Linked DNA regions of Astyanax mexicanus: region 2 is linked to region 1. The links are chromatin contacts, called in public Hi-C maps. All regions are on one chromosome and are shown on one strand. Each heading gives the region's core, a stretch centred on a gene start, on an enhancer-like site or on the middle of the called end of the contact. The rest is flanking DNA. Distances are from core to core; before and after follow the strand shown. Region 1 overlaps stk11 (serine/threonine kinase 11). Region 2 holds the start of LOC103031053 (voltage-dependent calcium channel beta subunit-associated regulatory protein).

The links. A called contact is a pair of places that touch in the nucleus more often than the background predicts.
Region 2: a Hi-C map of muscle shows a contact between it and region 1, with 14 times the contacts expected there. The contact joins the promoter of LOC103031053 here to the enhancer-like site in region 1. A contact is called at or near these places in 2 of 3 Hi-C or Micro-C datasets (both in muscle).

What each region holds. Positions count from the first base shown.
Region 1 is chr4:47,674,700-47,681,661 of AstMex3_surface, reverse strand. It overlaps stk11 (serine/threonine kinase 11), which reads right to left. Exons shown (of 11, transcript XM_022678922.2): 4 at 4,631-4,720; 5 at 4,351-4,483; 6 at 2,295-2,431; 7 at 663-790. Among protein-coding and RNA genes, the nearest start is that of stk11, 20 kb to the right of the region's middle. Within about 2 kb of position 2,406, the one cell type or tissue checked has an H3K27ac peak away from gene starts, as active enhancers do.
Region 2 is chr4:47,750,948-47,757,909 of AstMex3_surface, reverse strand. It overlaps LOC103031053 (voltage-dependent calcium channel beta subunit-associated regulatory protein), which reads left to right and starts at 3,796. Exons shown (of 10, transcript XM_022678921.2): 1 at 3,796-3,889.

The sequences.
Region 1 (6,962 bases), core at 1,157-3,656:
TTTTTTTTTTTTTTTACATATTTACGCATTTATACAATTCTTTATTTGCAGTTTCTGGTGTGCTATTCAGATTTGATTACACCCGTTTTAAAAGTGTATACAACAGCTTGTTCTTTAAAAGAGTCAAAAGAAGAAAAGGCAGAAAAAACAATCCTGCATAATTAGTCAAATTGGCTCACTAATGGTTAATCTGTGGATAAAGTATTATAAATTTTCAAAGAGCAGAGACTGGATTTACAAAAGCTTTCATAAAAAAGGGGAAAAACACATACTCATTGGTCTTATTTACCACAATTATTAAGGGACAATTTCTTCTTAAAACCCATTTAAAACCTATGTTGTTTTCACTAAGATTCCTAGATTTATTTATGTGTTCCAATTTGGGGATTTTTTTTTTAAACTAAACTGAACTGGGGGAAAAAAAAGAAAAGAAAGAAAATCATTAGATTTTAGACATACATTTTTATAAATATAGAGGAAAATGAGGCCCAAAGTTATATTTGCAGAGAAAACAGTTTGTTTTTTTTAAAGAAAAGCCCAGAAAAAAAAAAATCTTTTCCCAAATTTGCAAACTCAATTACAAGATTTTATAAAATTGTAGAACTGAAACACACTAGAATCATTAATAATGTATCTGGAACTGATAAGAACAGCCTGCATACCTTTCAACAGGTCTGTCAGCAGCGGGCCGCACTCCTCCGGAATAGTGTAATCTCCCTTGCCAATGTTTTCAAATAGCTTATAGATGGTATCCCCCTCGAACGGGTACAGGCTCGTCGTAATGTTGTATCTGCAGAGAGAGACAGAGAGACGGTTTACTGCTACAGATCAATACAAAGAGGGCTTTGTACCATTTGTGTGCTTTTAATTTGCTTTTATTCTCCCTATAAGCTTCTGATTTAATCTGATTAACACAATAAGACCATTAATAATTTCTATGATTTACTAAAAAAACAAAAAAAAACAAACACAAAAACAGTTAATCAGCAGTGGCATTAGTCACAGTTTCCTGTGCTGCAGTGTTTGGCTGCATTAGTCAAGGGTCGTCTGCAGGTCACTGTCCTTGTTCTGTGATTTTATCTGTTCTCAGAGAGCATGATGAAAACTAAACTGCTCAAAATGCAGAGACTGACCTAAGATCAGTTCTAAGGCTAATTTATACTCCCTTTATGTATAATAAAGATCACATCTGTTTCATGTGTTGTAACCATCACTGTCCACATAATTGTATGAATCCTATACATTGGTATGCATGATAAACAATATATAGACCGGAGGGAAGTATAGAGTCAAAAGTTCTTGCTAATAAAAAATATGGAAACAGTAAGTAGAGAACATTGCGAAATTGTGTTTTGCTCAATCGTTTTTCAGGAGGGACTTGGGTTCAAGTCCCTTTCTGAGTAAATTGGATACTTTAAACTGTTATATTAAACCTTGAAATATCTTGTCATATCACCCACCCATAATTATCACATCAAGGTACTACTTATTTGCTGTTTTTAGCAAAAGAAAAATTCACGCTGTTCTTTTTTCCCATTATATCTCTACTAGGGACAGATTATGTCTGTCCAATATAATTTATTTTACTTTAAACCTGGATATATGGAGATATTTGATTTATCAGTATTATGACACTCTGCAACATTGACTTCTGTTACAAATCTGATAAAATTATTGTATTATTGCCATATATTGTATGCAGTAATAAAATGTCATTTTATTTTATTTTTTTTGCAGTAGAGTACTATTAAAATAATTGTTTTAATTTAATGTTTTGTCATATTACCAAGAGTATCGCTATTGCGAAAATACCATGAAATATCGCAATATTATTTTAGGGCCATATCGACCACCACTACTGTGTACACAGATATGGATTGGTACTCCGTGCTGCATCAACTCCTCAGTTCTCCAGGTGGACGTTTGTTTCTGGTTGAGAGTATGCTGTGTGTAATTGGCTGCCACTTCTCACCAGTTATTGTTAGATGAGTTAGTGTTGCATACTTGGGTTTTAGGAAAGACACTATATAAGTATAACTGCATTCATTTATTAAAACTACATTTATTGTTTAACCTTATTAACAAGGATATTTCAATAATAAAGATTTTAAATGTTTAAAAGCTTTGGACTGTTATTTTTCCATTAAATACATTTTTATTGTTTAATCTATTATAAAATTCATATTATTAATCATTAGATTACTATTATAATTATACTATTATAATCTACAGTAAAGCTACATCTAGACCCACAACCAGAGTCTCTGCTCTCTTTGTATTAGTGTGGCACTCACAGTGTGACCCCGGCGGACCAGATGTCCACTTTAAACCCTGAAAAGGTGTCCAGGCCGTTGGCGATCTCTGGTGGCTGGAACGCCGGCGAGCCCTGACTCGTCCAGCACGTGTCGTCCTCCGCAAACGGGTGAAGAGCCTGGAGCACAGAGCAGGTAAAGAGGTAAATACATCACATAAAAATACAAAAAAACACTCTGCAAACTTTAAATGGACTTCAAAGGGTGAGGAAAGGGAAGTGTCTGGACTTTGTGACGCATTTGCAGAAGGCTTACAGCGGGAAGATGGAAATGACTCACACAAGTGGTCAAATAAGGACTCTTTCTCTGGAGGACTTTTGGCAGTGTGGCCACCAATTAGCAGCAAATTAACCCTCTGCGGATCACACGTCTTTGCTCAAATGTCAGCCATTAAGCTGCTTTGTCCTTAACTATGATTATTTGCTCCCATGACTAAAAGGTCACTGAGCGGTTGGTACACGTGTATATTATGTGTGTTTAAGAGCTGAAAAAGCTGATCTAGGGTCATCACACATTGTTAAATATTAGTGGTCACATTTTAGTGCATCTTTTCATAAACACTGAACCAAAAGACTTTAGGATACAGTATATGATTAGGTTTGTACCATTTGGCAGTTAATGTAAAATTTTATATTTAAGAAATATTATGAACTATGTACACTGTGACAATTATCAGCCATAACATTATAACTAACATTGTGTCTGCCTAACACACCTGTGCTCTTGTGTTTCCTCTGACAACCCTGGCTAGCACTGCTGGAGCAGCATTAGCGTTAGCTGCTAACTGCACTAAGCAATAAAAATGTATCCACCCCCTACGACAGAAGCCAATATAATGAGTTAATAATTTAATATTATTCAGTTTATCAGTCAGAGGTGTTAAATGTTATGGCTGTTATGTGAATATTAGATAGAGAAAGTACACTGTACACACTGTACACTGTACCACAAACAAGGCCTCAGAGAGAGAATATTCTGAACCCTAAGAGTAAAATATAAATTTTCTTGATTAAGATTATTTTACAATTATAATTGTTAACAAAAAACAAACAAAAAACAAAAGTTACAAAAAATATAAATATAAAATATAATATAAAAATTTTACTATTAAAGAAAAAAAAAATCTGTTGCTCTCATCCAAGTCTATTGTTAGTATCATATTAAACCTTCTATTTCTAAATTTGCAACATTATAGAAAAAGGAAGAGACCTCAACGTAAAAAAGATCCACTTATTATACAACGAAAAACAACTGCCACCAGATTAAAAATAAATAAATAAATAAATAAAAGCTTAAGATAACAAAAATAGAGATTTTCTTTTGGCATTTCTTCTTTTAAACATTATTGAGAAATTGGTAATTAAAATAATGGGCTTAATCAAAGCCAGATTGTTAGATTTAACTAGGGATGGCCCCAATCTGAATATGTAATCAGAAATGGGGGACAATCATGTATTTTTTCAAAGAATCAGAATCTGGTGGAAAAGATCTGGATCACTGATTTATTAAAAATATAACTATACATGTTACTTTACAAGTTCACTATAGACTCTGCTGCACGCATGCATTGAGAATGCCCGTGCATCGTTCACACTTGCAGCGACATGTCCCTCATCTCATTAATTGTGAGTGTGCTTGTGGCTGCTTGTGTTGTTGTACTATTCATCAGCACTGATTTATGGCTGATTACATTATTATTACCTTCTTCCTTTCAAAAACAACAGAAAAAATAAAATATTGACTTAATTTATTTAAGTAAAGATGCATATCTAAATGAAAATCATTTATACTGTTATTTAGTAGTTGTTTATTTTGAGATAAAAATGGTCATTTCTGATAGCATTGTTTCAATAATAATAATAAAAAAAACAACTTGGACATGTTTTTCTTCTTTTTTTCTTTAACTTTTAAGTATAGGATCCGGACTCAAAATCAAATGACTCTGAGCCAAAAACTTTAAATTAATACATCCCTATATTTAACCATAGAAAAATAATTAATATGCAACCCTAGTTACATATAAACGTGAGGATCTCACCTCTGCTACGCCCAGGTCTGAGATCTTTAAAGCCCCATCTGTGGTCAGCAGCAAATTCCCTGGTTTAATGTCTTTGTGAACGATTCCCTGGCTGTGCAAATATTCAAGGCCGTCCAAGAGCTGGCAAAAGTACCTGAGACACAACAAACACAGAGAAACACACTGAATAAAACTGGCAAGCTCAGATCTGTACATAAATTTAAACCAATTTCAACTAAACATTTCTGGAATGTTCATACTGTAGTCTGTCTGAAGTTAAATTTAAGAAAGGGCGGCTTACCCGTGAGCTTGAAATACTGGAAACCTTTTCTCTGGAACACTGTCCAACATTTCCTGCATGCCACAAACGCAGTACTCCATTACCATATACGTGCCGGTAGGGTCAAGGAAGAACCAGAGTCATTGTGGTGTAGATCAGAATTAAAGCAGAGAAAACAAAAAAACCTGTAGTTAAACAAGCATCACTTTAAAGAACAGAAGCCTGAGTAACTGAGTGACTGCAGTCCACACTCAACACTTAACACTGTGAATAAGGAGGAGTGACAGGGTCACGCAGGTCAGCTGTATTAGGGAGCCATGGCCAGTGCACAGAGACAGCTTTACTCATTATTCGCCTGTTAGGGATACACTGTGACTGTGACTATGTGCTATGGGTAGTTTAGCATAAGCAGCCAAGTCATGTTGACAGTTCTATTTTTGGGAAAAAAATGTGGTGAGAGATGTGTGATAATGCTGATAAGTCACATATGAACTTTAGAAGAGAGAAAGAATTAGAATTTGGAGTCTGGAGACTGAATTTGGAGAAATTAGAATTTTGGAGACACAGACCAAGTTTCTTTTGTCCCCAGCACTTTGTGTAATGCGGTACTGTTACAAATTAACGATTAGTCGACAATGAAATTCGTAGTCGACAAATTTAAATAATCGACATAGTCGATTATATCAACTAATCGTTGCAGCCTTATTCATCAGTAGTGGAAGATCTTTATATAAAAAATAAATAAATAAATAAAACGGCAATTAAATACTAAGTTATATAATTACAGTACCGGCACAACTTCAGACATACTTTCTAAAAAAAAACCCAATGTTTTTCATTATTTCTTTATTTCATTCATTTCCTACATTGTAGATTAATATTAAATGCTTAAAAGACATGAAATGAATATTAAAAGGCATGAAACCAATTAGGGACGCATATGAAATTATGTGGTAAACAGTAAAAAAATAAAATAAATAAATAAATAAATTAAATAAAATAAAATAAAAAAGTTGTTTGTCCACCACAATCCCCTGATCTAAACCTGATGAACTGAGATGGTGATTTGAGGTGATCTAATTGGGATGAGCTGGAGCTTACAGCATGAAGGAAAAGCAGCAACTATTGTTCAGCACCTCCAGAAACTCCTTCCTTCAAGATGCTGAGAAAACTATTCCAGGTGACTCTCCCTCATGAAGACTCTTAGATTAAAATAACAAGAGTGTGCAGATTTGTCCTCAAAGATAAATGTGCTACTTAGAAAAATCTAAAGTATAAAACATATTCTGGCTTAACACTTTTAGTTTACAAAATATTTCCTGTATAGCTTTAAATGTCTTCAATATTACTGCATATAAAATGCAAAAAAACCCTAACAAAAAACACATAAAATAAAGAGGTGTGTCTAAGCTTTTGACTGGCTATGTATGGTGATTTAGACCAGTGCTTTAACCAATTGAACAGGACTAAACACATGGTATAACTTTAATATTCAACGATACATGGTATTATTATTATTATTATTATTATTATTATTATTATTATTATTATTATACCGCCCAACTCTAATCAGAATATCAGAAGAAATTTGCATATGACGTACAAAAGCTTGAGCTATTCTAATGTCTGGAACGACAGCTTAAAGACACAGTAAAGCCATGCTGTTTATAACAGAAACAAAGAGAGCTTGGGAAAATGGTCAAGGAAAAAATAATCACGTCCAGTTTTGCTACATAAACCTAGATAAAAAAAAAGTTCTAAATGGTCGTCTGGGGAAACAATTAACAAATACGAGGAAAACAACTGATCTGAAGTTAAAAACCTCTTTAACTAAAACATTAACAAAAAAATGTATTTATTATTTTTTTTTTTAGATTTTAATTAAGCGCTTGCATGTACGTAGTCTACAGTTCTAATTAAAGCTTGCCTGAGGCGAGCTCTTACTGCTTCATTGTGCACAACATGTTCTAATCTCGCCTGAGACTTCAAGTCCTACCGACTTTTCACTCCGCTGCTACAACACACACTCAAACCATTTAAAGAAACTGACTGCAGAAGAAAGAGCTGTCATAATACTGAGAGACCTGAATTAGTCAGTCAGTCGCCTTCCTTAAACCATTCTACAGTGTGCGCCTTTCTTCAGCATGCCGAGCGCTCACTCTGTATCTCAGTAAAAACAGCTGAACAAATACTTAACCAGCTCTCTTTTAGATTAGGCCTCTCTAAACTCATTTATACAGTTTGTTTTAATGACTTCTTTTGACACGATCTGTTTGTATTAGGGACTTTTATTTTGATGGGTGGTCTGTTTATATTGGTGACTTAATTTGAAATAATAATTATTATTATTATT
Region 2 (6,962 bases), core at 2,547-5,046, 75 kb before region 1:
GCACTACTACTGAACTGCACTACTACTGAACTACACCTCTACTGAACTGCACTACTACTGACCTACACCTCTACTGAACTGCACTACTACTGACCTACACCTCTACTGAACTGCACCACTACTGAACTGCACTACTACTGAACTACACCTCAACTGAACTACACCTCTACTAAACTACACTACTACTGAACTACACCTCTACTGAACTACACCTCTACTGAACTGCACTACTTCTGACCTACACCTCTACTAATTTACACTACTACTGAACTACACCTCTACTGAACTACACTACTACTGAACTACACCTCTACTGAACCTCAACTCTACTGAACTACACCTCTACTGACCTACACCTCTTCTGAACTGCACCACTACTGAACTACACTACTACTGAACTACACCTCTACTGAACTACACCTCTACTGAACTACACCTCTACTGAACCTCAACTCTACTGAACTACACCTCTACTGAACCTCAACTCTACTGAACTACACCTCTACTGAACTACACCTCTACTGAACTGCACTACTTCTGACCTACACTACTACTGAACTACACTACTACTGAAGTGCACTACTACTGAAAAAAGGTAAGAAAGAAAGAGTGAGAAAAAATAATTTAAAATGTAAAGAAAGGAAAATAAAGAAAATAACGCAACAAATAAAAAAGGAAGACAGTTAAATATATAGACAATAAAAAAGAGATGAATGAAATATAAAGTAAAAAAGAGCGTAAAAAGGAAGAAAGAGAAAAGAAAGAATTAAATAAAGAGAAACAGTAAAATAAAAATAATAGAAAAAAGGAATAGGAAGGGAAAAATATAGTGAGAAAAGGAAGATGAAACAAGAAACAATTAAAATACAGGGACAAAAGAAGAAAGAAAGTAAGAAAACGTGTGGATGAGTGTGGATATGAGAAAAAAAGCAATAAAGAAAGAAAGAAAGAAAGTATCTGTATATATAGATGACTGATAAATGGTAAAGTGAGTATCTCAATGAGTGTCTATCTACCAGTCTTTAAACAGAGCAACACTGACCCCTACCGACCAGACTCACACTGTACTACAGCACTGCAGCAGCGCCCCTTTACACAGTGCTGCTGTATAACACTTACATAACAATTCACTTCATACACTCTCACCCGTATATAAATACTGTAAAACAGACCTACACTCCCTTATTCCTCATACAGTTACAAAATAATACTCCTGTACTCATATCAGATTGATACTGCAGTAGTTTTATAAACACATCATATTTGGTTTAAATGTTTTTAGTCCCATCTTTTGTAAGAACACTAATCGGCCATGCGGTGGCGCCCTGCAGCCCCCAGAGAAAGAGAGAGAGAGAGAGAAAGAGAGAGAGACAGGGGGTCTGGGTGATCTCTCCTCCTCTTACGTAATGACTCCCCAGATCCTGCAGGACTGAAGGACAGGGAGGAGAGCTGCTACATCTGTATTCATCTCCAGTACCCATGTTATCTATTCTATTCTCCACTGCTCTCTCTCTCTCTCTCTCTCGCTCTCTCTGTGTGTGTGTGTGTGTGTTTGTTGTCAGGTTCAGGTTGCTTGCGTACTGAGTGACGCAGTGTGTGAATAATGGGAGACTGGAGTGACTGGAGGATTTCTCACTGTCACTCCAAACATCACACACCCCTGCTATTATCACACACACACACACTATTCTATAACTACTACTAATAACAATAATTTTAATAATAATAACAACAATAATTTAGATGTGATTATAATAATTCTGATTAAAATTATTTTTAAATTATTAACTTACAATTTTTATAAATGTACTACAGCTACTCATTCTATGACTAATAATAATAACACACTATGAAGACATCTACAACTACTATTATTAACACTAATAATACGCTAATAATTCTTCTTCAATTATTACTGTTACTAGTTCTGATAATATATAATATTACTAATGCTACTATTCTAGTAGTAGTATTATGACTACTACTTCTACTAAAACTACTATACTATTCTGCTGCTGTTACTAATAAAAACTTACTGATACCTTTACTATTATTCTTCAAATCATTATATATCCTATAATCAGTATCATCCTAATACTAATATAATGACTGATGAGACTGATAGTATGGTTAATAACAACAAGAAGAAAGAAAACATATAATTTTTATTATATTTATATTTTTATTATATGTATTATGATGATATGTGTCTGTGTGGACAAATGTATGACTCACCAGGCAAGACAAACAACTGCTTGGGGCCAGTGGGGGCCCCCAAAGGCTGACAATGTGCAAAATTTCCAATGACAGTAGGAAAACCTGACCTTCAAACAGGGTCCCGCCTGACTCCACTCACTCCCTTTACAGAAGATGTGTGTAAAAAGAGAGGGAGATGGAAACTAATGTGACCTTTTGACTGTCCTTCTTGTTTGAGGAAAAAGTGATTGAGTGCCTGTGAGGATTGAGGGCCCTCAAGATCAAGAAATTTTGATAACGTCTCTTAATGACTGCCCATATATGGGTGCCCTGTTGCCCATCCAGTAGAAGTAAAAAAGATTACACTTTAAACAGCCTAAGTTCATGACTGTTCTGTTTTATTATGTAAAACAACATATTTTAATTATGTTTTTTAAATATAATAGTAATGTAGTTTTTTTGTTGTCAGAACAACATATTTTTAACATAATAGTGATTAAAGAAAGTTGAAGAGACCCCTGTCAATTTGTGCCTGGGCCCTAACAAGACTTACCACTGCTGATGGAATGCGTCATTTTATATGTACATATTGTCGCTGTCCAATGAAAAAGAAGAATCTCCAAAACAGCAACTTTACGTCCACCAAGAAATTTTGACACAGTGTAAGAGATAGTCTGTCTGTTCAAATTATTTAGTAAATAAAAAATTGACATATGTGTTTTTCATTAAACAGCGACAATATACAGTAGCAGTCAAAAGTTTGGACACACCTTCTTATTCACTGTCTTTTTCTTTATTTAACTTATTTTCTAAACTGTATATTAATATTAAATACATAAAACATTTAAGGGATACATATGGAATAATGTAGTAAACAGTAAAAATAGTCCCCTGATCTAAACCTGATCAACCTAATCAACTGTGATTTGATGTGATTAAGGATGAGCTAGAGCTTTACAGTGTGAAGAAAAAGCAGCAACTATTGTTCAGCACCTCCAGGAACTCCTTCAAGACTCTGAGAAAACTATTCCAGGTGACTAAAGACACTGAGATTAAAATACCAAGAGTGTGCAGATCTGTGCAGATTAAAGATAAATGTGCTACTTAGAAGAATCTATATAATAATCTATATAAGTATAAATTTACAATGTAAAAATCTGAAAGAGAAAGAAAAGACATTTAATGATATTTGTGTCCAAACATCAAACATATTAAAAAGCTGGTATAAAATAATGTATATTGAAGGTAATTCTCCATGTAGGGCTGCAGTGTGTTTACACTATTGTAGCCCATCTTTTCTCAGGTAGTGATAAAGTGCTGTAATTTAACAGGGCAGTGTTAGGGGTGTGTGTGTGTGTGGAGTCGCTGCAGGTTTGAGATGCTCTATATTTAGTAGAGCTGAATCCAGCCCGTTCATCTTTTCCTCCTCCAGCAGCAGCAGAGCTGAATGAGCGAGCGGCGCTGCACGACGCCGTCACGTGACCGGCTCCGGATGACGCACATGGCGAGGAATCCCGCTCGCCCCGCCTCTCTCCGCGTCACGTGACCCTCGCGCTCGGCCCGCCCCCCGGCGGTGGGTGTGTCCTCGGCGAGCCGAGTTTCATTCATAACTCCGTTTGTCCGTTTTTTCGGGGCTGGGAATGAAACGGCGCGGCGGCGCGAGCGCGGGACCGAGCGCGTGAAGCGGAACCGGGTGAGTGACACTCCCCTTTATTATGACTTTTTTTTACATTATTACTCCCGCTTTTTTAAATTAATTATAATTTTTTTATTAATTATTTAATTCACATTTTATTTATCTCAATGGGGTCTTATTTTTTATTAATATACATATTTATATATTTGAGAACAATATATTATTCATTTTTACTTTATGTAATATAAAATAATTGTTTATTTATTTGTGGGGGGTTCTTTTTTGCGTTTATTTTTTATTATTATTTTTTTATTTTATTTTTGAGATATTTTCTGATAAAATATTTGAGAAAAATAATTAATTTAATGTAATATATATTTATTTATTTTTATTTATTTTTTTTTTTACCTCACAGTAAAACGAGCGTCATCCTACCTTTTTATTTATTTTTTTAATTAATATATTTTTACTGTCTCATTTTCTGATGTTTATAAATAAAAATATATATTTAATAATTTATTATATTTATCTCTTTTTTTTGCTGTTAACCCTCTTTATAAATAAACCCCATATTTTATAATTTCTCGTTTCTCCCCACAGTAATCTAAGCTAGGTTATGTTTGCTGTAGCAGCAGCAGCAGCATGTTCATAGCAGATAGGGTTAGTTAGTTAGCTCGTGCACGGATTTGGTATTTATTTTTAGCTAATAAAAGCCAAAAAGCTGCACTGAGAGAATAAAGCCCACCCGTGTCGCTGTACACAAAAAAACCGCTAAACACACCCATATAGCCACCTTTCATCACCATACAAAACATGTAACCTAGCTAACAACGCTAACGCAGCTCAGTAAAGGGGGCCATGCTGATGCTGGTGGTCGTGCAGGGCGGCGGGATGATCCAGACTGCCATGGCGGTGTGCATGCATGCCTGTGTGTGTGTGTGTGTGTGTGTGTGTGTGTGTGTGTGTGTGTGTGTGTGTGTGTGTGTGTGTGTCGTCGTGCATCACCCTCGTTGCAAAACCCTCGCTTCTCCCGCGGACCATGAAAGCTCGAGCCCAAATGCAGCCACCAGAATTCTAATGCACGCGCACACACACATGGCGAAGTGTGTGTGGTGACATTTCGCTGCGTTTCTTTCGAGCACAAATGCTGCAGGGTTGCCAGATGTTGCTGGAGAGTTCCAGCTGGCTGCGAGTCGACTGAAGCAGGAGAGCAGTGCGAGAAGGTGATTAGAAGAAAGAGGAGAACAAAAGGAGCTGTGTGTGTGTGTGTGTGGACATCAGGTAATAGGGGGCAATTTAGTTCTTATTTAGTCCAGGCAAAAGGAAATGCTATAAAGGCTATAAATAGGCTCATTAATTATTATTATAAGCGTTTAAAGGGGAATTCCGGTGTAAAATGGACTTGGGTTGCAGTGAAACATGATAAGGAGTACAAACTTTTTGTTGAATAGCCCACCTCCGTTCACCCCCAGCATCCCCAAATACAGCCTTTTAGCTGTGATGCTCCCAACAGGCTTACAATGCTTGTGATAGGGGCATATAGTTGCCCATGTAAAAAAAATCACCATTTTCACACCATTAACACACCATAGCTCCACACTCCATTGGTAGAATTCAGAGGGCCCTGACATTTAAATCGAGACACTGAGAACTAAATGCCATAAACAATAGGGATGAGGGAAGTTTTCAATTCTTAGATGCATCTTGATTTGGATGCGGACAATTTTCTAGACTATATCAGCTATAACTGTAAGTTATAAGTGTGGAAGTGTAGTGGACACATAACAGACGCAAGATGAGCTACTGCTAAACCGTGATCAATCAAATGATAGGTTATGATAGGTTATATAGACAGCTAATGATTATTTGGTAGTTGACTATCTGCTGATTATTGTTTTAATACGTTGATTAAAACAGCAGAAAGTAGTCTGTTGTTTTTGGGAACTTTTAGAGATACAGACCGAGTTTAATGATGGACAATTTTTCATCATTGCAATCTGGAGTCAAAAATTTTAATATTCAACATGGCTGATTATATTGTCTAATCTTTGCAGTCCTAGTTTCTATGAAACTTCCACAATACAAATGAAGTCAAAACTGACACAAAGTTGAAACGTATGGAAGTGGATGTCACAAAAAACGAATTGGAAAAGAGTTATGTATTAAACAAAGTAAAAAAAAAGTAGAAAAAAAAAACAAAATACATTTTTATGTTTAATGTAAGATGGTCAGTAAATATACTAACTAATTTTACTCCATTTCCATTTAATATAAAAATCAATACAATTATTACACAGTAAAAATAAACTATAGAGTGTGTTTTAAAGCAGCTTTAAAGGAATACTCACACATTTTTCAACCCTATTTCTTTCTGCTCCATCTGTAGCATACTATCAATCATCATCAATCTTACAAATCAGCAGGAAAACCATTGACTGCAAAACACTCATATAATAGGGAAGCTGAAGGTGCTGAAACAGGCTTATATATAGAGAAGATGCCAGTGAGACAATGTTTCATCACCTGCCCATTGGCTCCTATTATACGCTTATTTTAAGTCAACAAATATCCCCAAATACAGAGAAACCCACCCAGAGCTTTTTTTCTGTGCTAACACTGACTGACCCTACAATACAGATGCACCAGAAAGAGACTGAGTTGAAATAACATTGATGTATTCTTTCAAAGCAGCAATCAATTTTTTTTTTCGAATGACAGGTTTTGCCTACTACCAGCATACTATCGGTTTGAATGGGAAATAGGCATTTGGTTTCACAATGCACAAAAAACATGATTTTACAGTTTGGGATGGCTACTGCGCTTGCACAGATCTCCACCCATTAGTAAACTGCTTCACTCGCAGCATAAGCAGCAAGCAGATTAGCTCTTTTTTGTTAATGCTGGATCAGACTACACTAATTTACCCCGAGTTTGACCCGATTTTGACGGAGCCGACAGATTGCCTGCGTTGGATCCGAATTTCAGTATTGTGAGCGAAAAAGGTCCATGTAGTGTGACACAGTCAAAGAGCAGTAATTTGACGTGAGCGACGCCACCAGAGTGTCAGACGAAAAGACTAGAATGTTCGAATTTTTGGTATTTTATCGCCCAGTTTGACACGATCCACGAC